2 separate regions of the Anas platyrhynchos genome follow, and region 2 is linked to region 1. A link is a contact called in public Hi-C data. All regions are on one chromosome and are shown on one strand. Each heading gives the region's core, a stretch centred on a gene start, on an enhancer-like site or on the middle of the called end of the contact. The rest is flanking DNA. Distances are from core to core; before and after follow the strand shown. Region 1 overlaps SLIT1 (slit guidance ligand 1). Region 2 has its middle 8.3 kb from the start of LCOR.

Region 1 (3,756 bases), core at 894-3,393:
AGAGGGAGCGGGTAGGGAATGTGTGTGTTGAGAGAAAAGCCCCTTTTTAAAGAAAAATTAGAGCAGCTTTTCAGCCCCTTGGAGAATATTTACAAACGAATCATCCTCCTCCAACTCGTCACAGCCCACAGGGTTGCATCCTGCGCCTTGCCTGGCAGGGTTAGATAACACAGGGCTGTCCTGGGGCCGCTGCTTGCCCTTCTCTCTGCGGTCTCTGTGACTGCAATTTTGCCTGAAAATGGCAAAAATCAGGGCAGCCTTGAGCTGTCTGTGTACACCCATCCCAGTTTGGGTGCAGGAGCAGGACTGCATGCACCCCGGTGCTGCACCCTTGCTCTGGGGCGAGGGGAGATGATGGGTGCGGGTGCTGCGGGTGCCAGGCACCCAGCGCAGCCTCACGGGGTGCCTGCAGGGTGCCCCGCCGTGCCCTGGTGACACTGTGGCTCCTTGTGTCCTGTGCAGGTCAGGAGGAGACGAGCTGCATCCCGCGGCCCCAGTGCCCTCAGGAGTGCACCTGCCTGGACACCGTGGTCCGCTGCAGCAACAAGCACCTCAAGGCCCTGCCCAGGGGCATCCCCAAGAACGTCACCGAGCTGTGAGTGCCGCGTCGAGGGGCTCCCTTCCTCCTCCACCACTCTGCTGCAGGGTTTCTGGGGTCAGGGTGCACCCCTGTCCTGCCTGGGGGCAAGGGGACCGTGCCAAGCGCTACCCCAACACGGGGCTGAGCCCTCTGCAGCCTCAGAGCCCCCAGGGCTGGTGTGCAAGGGGCTGCTGTCACAGCGCAGGGTCCCCAGCAGCCTGCCCCGTGCACGGGCTGTGCACATGCATATGCATGCCACCCCCTCACACCCCTGCTCCGTCTCGCACCCCCCTCCTCTCCCCACATCCTCCTCTCTCGCACTTGCCTTGCGAGTGCTTGCGGCCGCCCACGCTGGCGGCGGGTGTGTAAAGGCAGCACATGTCTGCCTCACACACACTGCCGGGGAGCTGCCCCCGGGGACCCCCGTGTGGGGCCCGTGGGTGTGCAAATGCGTGTGCGTCCCGGCTCCCCGGCAGCCGGGGGGGTCCTGAGATCCCTGTGGGTGCAGGGAGGGAGGTGATGCTGGGGTGCTCCTGCAGCCCAAAGCCCATGGGGGGCTCGGCGCAGAAGTGGGAGGGCAGAGGGTGCTCCTCGGCCACCCCAAGGTGCTGCCCTCCTCCCTGCAGCTACCTGGATGGAAACCAGTTCACACAGGTGCCGGGGCAGCTCTCCACCTTCAAGTACCTGCAGCTTGTGTAAGTAGCCAGGGGCAGGAGCCCCAGCAGGCTGTCCCCGTGCCGTGCCACCGCCAGGAGGGCAGGGATGTGCGCGGGGACCCGGTGCTCTGCCCACCACATGGGGACACGGCTGGCTGGGAGCACCCCAGCACCCTACGGACATCGGAGCCGTGCGGGTGGGTGGGCAGCCGGCGGGGACGAGGCAGGGCTGGCCCCAGCCCCTGGGCTCTGTGTTTTGCAGCGACCTGAGCAACAACAGGATCAGCTCCCTCAGCAACTCCTCCTTCACCAACATGAGCCAGCTCACCACCCTGTAAGTGCGCTCCCCGGGCTGCGGGGGGATGTCCCTAGGGGACCCCAAAAGTGCTGGGGGACGCCGGGATCTCCCCCTCCACCTGGATAAAGGGGTGGCTGAGCTGCTGGGAGTGCTGGGGGGCAGGACGTGGGGTGGCTGGCGTGCAGCTCGCAGCGGCTTCTCGTGGTGCCCGCCATGCTGTGTGGCCTCCTCCTTCCCTTGCGCAGGATCCTGAGCTACAACTCCCTGCAGTGCATCCCACCGCTGGCCTTCGAGGGGCTGCGCTCCCTGCGCCTGCTGTAAGTGCCTGCCCCAGCCCTGCTCGCCGCCCCGCGCTGTCCCCACGTCCCCCTGTCACTCGCAGGGGACCCGGAGGCGCTGGGATCACGGGGCCCCCTGCTCTCCGCAGGTCTCTCCACGGCAATGACATCTCCAGCCTCCCCGAGGGCATCTTCGCGGACGTCACCTCCCTGTCCCACCTGTGAGTGTCTCCTGCTGAACGCAGGCTTGGGAAACCTGCAAAAGGGCTGTCTAGGGGTCGTGCTGCTTCCCTTTCCCTTTGGGCTGGTGCTGGGGGCAGTATTTGCAGGGTGTACCAGCGCTGTGCCAGCCCTCCCCGCACTGCGAGCCCTGGTCCAGGCGTGCTCGTGCCACATCTGCTGTGCCGTGGCAATGTGTTTGCCGCTCTCTGTGCCAGCAGCTGGTCCTGCTCCAGATTGCAGGAGCTGCTCCTGCGGATGCTGAGAGCATCTCAGTGCCTGGGATGCCCTCAGGAAGACCCCCTGCCCTCGCCACCCCTTCCCCTCTGCCTTTCCCTCCTCCTCGCCGTCCGCCTGCAGCCACAGCCCTGCACAGCCCCGCTGCCGCCGGCTCGTGCCGCTGCTGCCTCCTCAAGGCCTGGCACCTCTCCTGAGCACAGCGTGCACCGTCCCCACCGCCTCGTGCCTGCCCTGCTTCTCTGCCCCCACTGCTTGCCCCTGCTGCAGCGCTGGGAGATTTTCCCCTGCTTTTTCCAGGCGTGGCAGACGAAGTGCCCTTCCCTGCAGCGGGATGGGGGCTCAGGGTGTTTTAGCACAAGGAGCAGGGACATGGGCTGGGGGGGAGGCACCGCAGCCCTCGGGACCCCCAGCTTTGCCCTTGCTTCCCCCGCAGAGCCATCGGGGCCAACCCCCTGTACTGCAGCTGCAACCTGCGCTGGCTCTCCAGCTGGGTCAAGACCGGGTACAAGGAGCCGGGCATCGCCCGCTGCGCCGGGCCCCCCGACATGGAAGGGAAGCTGCTGCTCACCACCCCCGCCAAGAAGTTTGAGTGCCAGGGTGAGCAGCGCCTGGGCTGCCTGCCTGTCTGTCTGTCTGTCTGTCCATCCGTGCCCTCCGTGGGCGAGCCGGGCTGCCTCCTGCTCCGTGCACGGCAGCGATGCGCCGTGGGCACGAGGGACACCGGCACGGGGAGGATTTCATCAGATACGGCTGCTTCTGTCCCCTTGCTGGGGGCAAATCCCTGGTGACCAACCAAGCACGGCCACATCCCCGCTTCCCTCCCCGCAGGGCCCCCAGCCCTGAGCATCCAGGCCAAGTGCAACCCCTGCCTCTCCAGCCCCTGCCAGAACCAGGGCACCTGCCACAACGACCCGCTCGGCTCCTACCGCTGCGCCTGCCCCGCCGGCTACAAGGTAGCATGGTCCTGGGGTCCCCAGCTGGGGGCTCACGTCCCTGCGCCATGTGGGGTCACAGCACAGGGGCTCTGCACGCCCGCAGCAGCCGGGGGGGGACAGGGCGCGGTGCCACGGCCCCCTCCTCGCTCCCACTGCTCCCTCTGTTCCCAGGGCAGGGACTGCGAGGTGGCTCTCGACGGCTGCTCCTCCAAACCCTGTGCCAACGGCGGCACCTGCCAGCCCCAGGAGGGGGAAGGAGCCGGGTTCAGGTGAGTGCAGGATGGGGTGACCTTAAAATTTGGGTGTTGGGGCAGCGGCATGGAGCTCCAGCAGCCCAGGGACATGCAAGGTGCTTCCTTCCCATCTCCTGGAGACCCGGCACCTCTGTCCCTCTGCTGGGCACTGTTTGCAGCCGTGGCACAGGGCAGGATGTGGCCCTGGTCCCGCAGCCGTGCCCCTGCCTAACCCTTGCTACCCCGAATGCTTGAGGCTGTTCTGGGAACTGGGGTACAATTAGCAGCCGAAAATAGCCACCGGGCTGCAGGTGGAG
Region 2 (3,474 bases), core at 869-3,368, 97 kb after region 1:
GCAAGTACCCTTAAGGAAACAAAGCACGGGATCACAAGATACCTTCCCCTCGGGCTGTGGATGGGGCTGGATCTGGTACCCGCGATGAACAAACAGACCCCAGTCAGTTCTGTGCTCCTTGCTCCAACACCTCTGTGTGCACTCCTCTGTGTCTGTGGTCACTGCGGAGGTGTGGGGAAGGTGCAGGAGGCTCCGTGACAAACACTAATTGCGATGGCGCTTGCTCAAGAATGCTGAAGCAATTCAGATATGAAATCGCTGAATTATCTGATGCGGTGTGCAGCCTGCTGCTTCAGCAGCCCTTGGTCGTCAAGAAGTGAAAAGTGGCAAATTAAGGAAATAGAGACCGAGTGAGGGCATGATTTCCATACCTATCAACCTGGCAGGAATGTGTACGGGTATATAGAGGGAATGTCTTCATACACACTAAGCTGATCTTAACCTGTAAGGATCATGAAATGCTTCCTGGCGTTGCCAAAGATGAGGAGAGGGCATACAGCTGGCAAGTCTCTTTGCCCTTCCCCAAGGTGATGGGAGTTTTATTTTCAGTAACAAAGGGAGATTCAGCAAACCGAAATAGGGGCTGGTTGGAGGAAGCCAGTTTCATACAGGAAAGCCCAGAGCTAGACATCGAACATGTGAATTCTATTTTTAAAAAGCAACAACATCAAAAAAAAAAAAAAAAAAGTCAACGTAAGATCTTGACATGTTTCAGGAGATTGCAAAAACAGCAGCTCGAGGCACGAAACCACAGAAAATGATTCAGGCTACCAGGACACCATTTGCCCATGTTCCAGAAAAAAAAAATAAAGAAAAAAAGATAAAAGTAATCTGGGATTTTGTTTAAGCTAGCAGAGAGCCTCCAAGCATTGATATGTGTCTAAGTAATACCAAGCACACGCTATTGACCACCTGATTAGGACGGTGAAATGAAATACAGTTGGAGGAGTTGGAGAGGTTGTCGGGGGAGAAAACATAATAATAACGGGAGATATTACCCCCATGTCAAAGAATGATGCAAAGACGGTATTTTTAGCCATCAACAGTTCTTAGAACGACCACTCAGAGGAGCCAAGTGGAGGATGAAGTCCTGAGTTAGTCATGAGGAGTGCACCGGGGGGAGAGTCTGAAATGGAAGAGCGAATGATAACGCGTAGGGAACACAATGTGCTCAAATTCATTACTGCAGGGAGGAAAAATTAAGAAAAAAAAGTACATTGCAGTGCGATGTAACTTCAAAAAGGGAGAGGAGTCCACCCTTCTTCAAAAGGGAACAAGGGCAAACTTCAGGAAAGTAATTAAGAATTTGAAAGCAGCTGAGGAAGGGACAAAGTGCTCGCGAGTGACACGGAGTCCCTGTGTTTAAAGCTTTAAATATGCCGTCAGTCAAAATATGCTAACCAACAAAAATCTCCAAATATGGCACAGTCAAACAGCTCAGCAAGGACGACATCGAGAAGTAAAAAGACATCCTTCAAGAAGTCTGTCATGGCCACAGATAAAACACAGAAAATCCCAAATTCTGACAAGTTAAAAAAAAAAACAACGAACCGCCACACATTTAGGCCAGCCAAAATCGCTTTTGAACAGCAGCTTGCTAAAAACACAAAGATTACTAATAAAAACATGTTTTAGACAGTAGGAGGAAGCCTACAGGGAGCTGAGGGCCCTACAGCAGGCTGGGAGGGAAGAAGAGCCAAGAAAAGCGACTTTACCAGAGCCTCCAATTCCCAAACGCCGCTGTGCACGCTCAGAGATTTTTTGCAATATTACAGTGCCTCGCAGGCAGCTGTGGTTTAACAGGAACGGGTCGATGAACGATTCCTCCCGAGGTTTGGGACCAGCCTCAGCCCGTTATGTGCCTCCCAGCAGGCTGAAGGAAACGCCGCTCAAACAAGGCGGTGACCGACGGCTTCAGGCCAGATTTCGGTCCCGATAAACCCGCGGCCGCCTCGTGAACAGATGATGGAGGTGAATAGTCAAATGGGGAGCGCCACGGTCCGAGGACTTAGCCACTAGTCAAAGCACCACGCAGGAGAGATTAAGCGAACAGCTGCCCACGGCAGCGAGTGGTGCTGGCTGCTCTCACCTCTTCCCCCGGTTGCTATCGGCACTCAGGGACCCTGTCCTGCCCTGACCCGTTCCCTTTATCCAGGCCATGGATAGCATCGCCGTCTCCGGAGCCTGCCTCCGGCCGCACCCGGAGGACACTGATTTATTCATTTTCCCCCGGTGGCAGCCACAATCCGTGAGCAGCCACATCCTGCAGGTCCCTTTGCTCCTGCCAGACACGAGGTAGCAATTGTGGGCTTGAAAATGGAACAAAGTGGGGAAAACAGAACAAAATGGAACAAAACCCGACTGGCTGCCAGGCTTCAGAGCCTGGAAAAGCCCGAGCTGCATGGCTGGAGCTGTTAAATTCGGTTTCGGAGTTGTTTGGGGTTTTATTATTACCATTATTTTAAGCCTCTGCAGCGTTGTCCTAGTAAACACATCATTTGGAAAACCCTTGGTCCCCGGGGGCTCGCAGGACGGCCTCTTTATTTAGGGACGATCCCCAACAGTCTCTAGGTAACAGAAGCATTTGCCGCTCCTTCTCCACATCCTTCCTGCCTCTAAAAATAAGCCGTGTGAAGAAGCAGCTCCCGATGCTCGCCAGCTCACCTGGGAGCAGGGCTTGGTACGACACGCCGCCTCACAGCCTCGTGGCTCCCCCGTGCCCTTCGCCTCGCAGCTGACCTCACACAGCGCCGTGCGGGTCTCCCTGGAGTTGCACCAGGAAGCCTTAAGCCCGTTTGTCCTGGCAGCCTGATCTCCTAGGGCTCAATTGCTGCTGCGAGGGCATGAAAGGGGTGACATGGATAAGATGTGGCCTGAGAAAGGGCAGTAAAAAGGGCCCCACGCGGGTATTCTCGGGGCTGGCTGCACACCAGACGCGGCCTTGAGCATCCACTGCGCTGTCTCTAAGGCTACGAGGAGAATAAAGAGCAGAAATTGTGCAATTACAGCAGCCTTTAATTTCCCACTGAATGCCAGGCAATAAGCAGCAGCGGAAAAAAGCAGGGCTCAGGTATCCTCCGACAAGAGAGGAGGCAAATTTCCGAATCGATTGGCTGCGAAGTAAAACACGACGATGTCAGATGTGGCTTCAGAGGGTGGCGAGGGTGCTCTGCCAGCCCCGCAGCCGTGGGCTTTGTTCTGCTGCCAAAACGGTGATAGTGGGAAGGCAGGGAGCGACCAGAGACCTAGAGAAACGGGAATAGGGCAGCAGAAATGATGTCCGAGCTGGAAGTAAAAGTTTGGCTGGGGTGTAACTGGGGCGCGAAACCACGAGTCAGCTAGCTGGGATTCCTCCTGAATCCGTAGCATCGCCTGAGCCCAGCCACAGGGTGAAATATAACAGCAGAAAGGGCAGGCCTGGGAACCTGGGAAGAAGAAATTAGGATGTTTGCTATAAACTGGTGAAATGGAAGC

What was found. Hi-C and Micro-C count contacts between places; a contact is called where the count stands out from the background.
Region 2: a Hi-C map of liver shows a contact between it and region 1, with 6 times the contacts expected there. The contact joins two enhancer-like sites. A contact is called at or near these places in 2 of 8 Hi-C or Micro-C datasets (F1 follicle and liver).

Annotation. Positions count from the first base shown.
Region 1 is chr6:26,960,583-26,964,338 of IASCAAS_PekinDuck_T2T, forward strand. SLIT1 (slit guidance ligand 1) reads left to right here. Exons shown (of 37, transcript XM_038181014.2): 21 at 463-595; 22 at 1,207-1,275; 23 at 1,499-1,570; 24 at 1,780-1,851; 25 at 1,962-2,033; 26 at 2,705-2,868; 27 at 3,100-3,224; 28 at 3,378-3,475. Among named protein-coding and RNA genes, the nearest start is that of SLIT1, 36 kb to the left of the region's middle. Within about 2 kb of position 2,144, at least 1 of the 8 cell types and tissues checked has an H3K27ac peak or open chromatin away from gene starts, as enhancers often do.
Region 2 is chr6:27,057,978-27,061,451 of IASCAAS_PekinDuck_T2T, forward strand. No RefSeq gene overlaps it. Among named protein-coding and RNA genes, the nearest start is that of LCOR, 8.3 kb to the left of the region's middle. Within about 2 kb of position 2,119, at least 2 of the 8 cell types and tissues checked have an H3K27ac peak or open chromatin away from gene starts, as enhancers often do.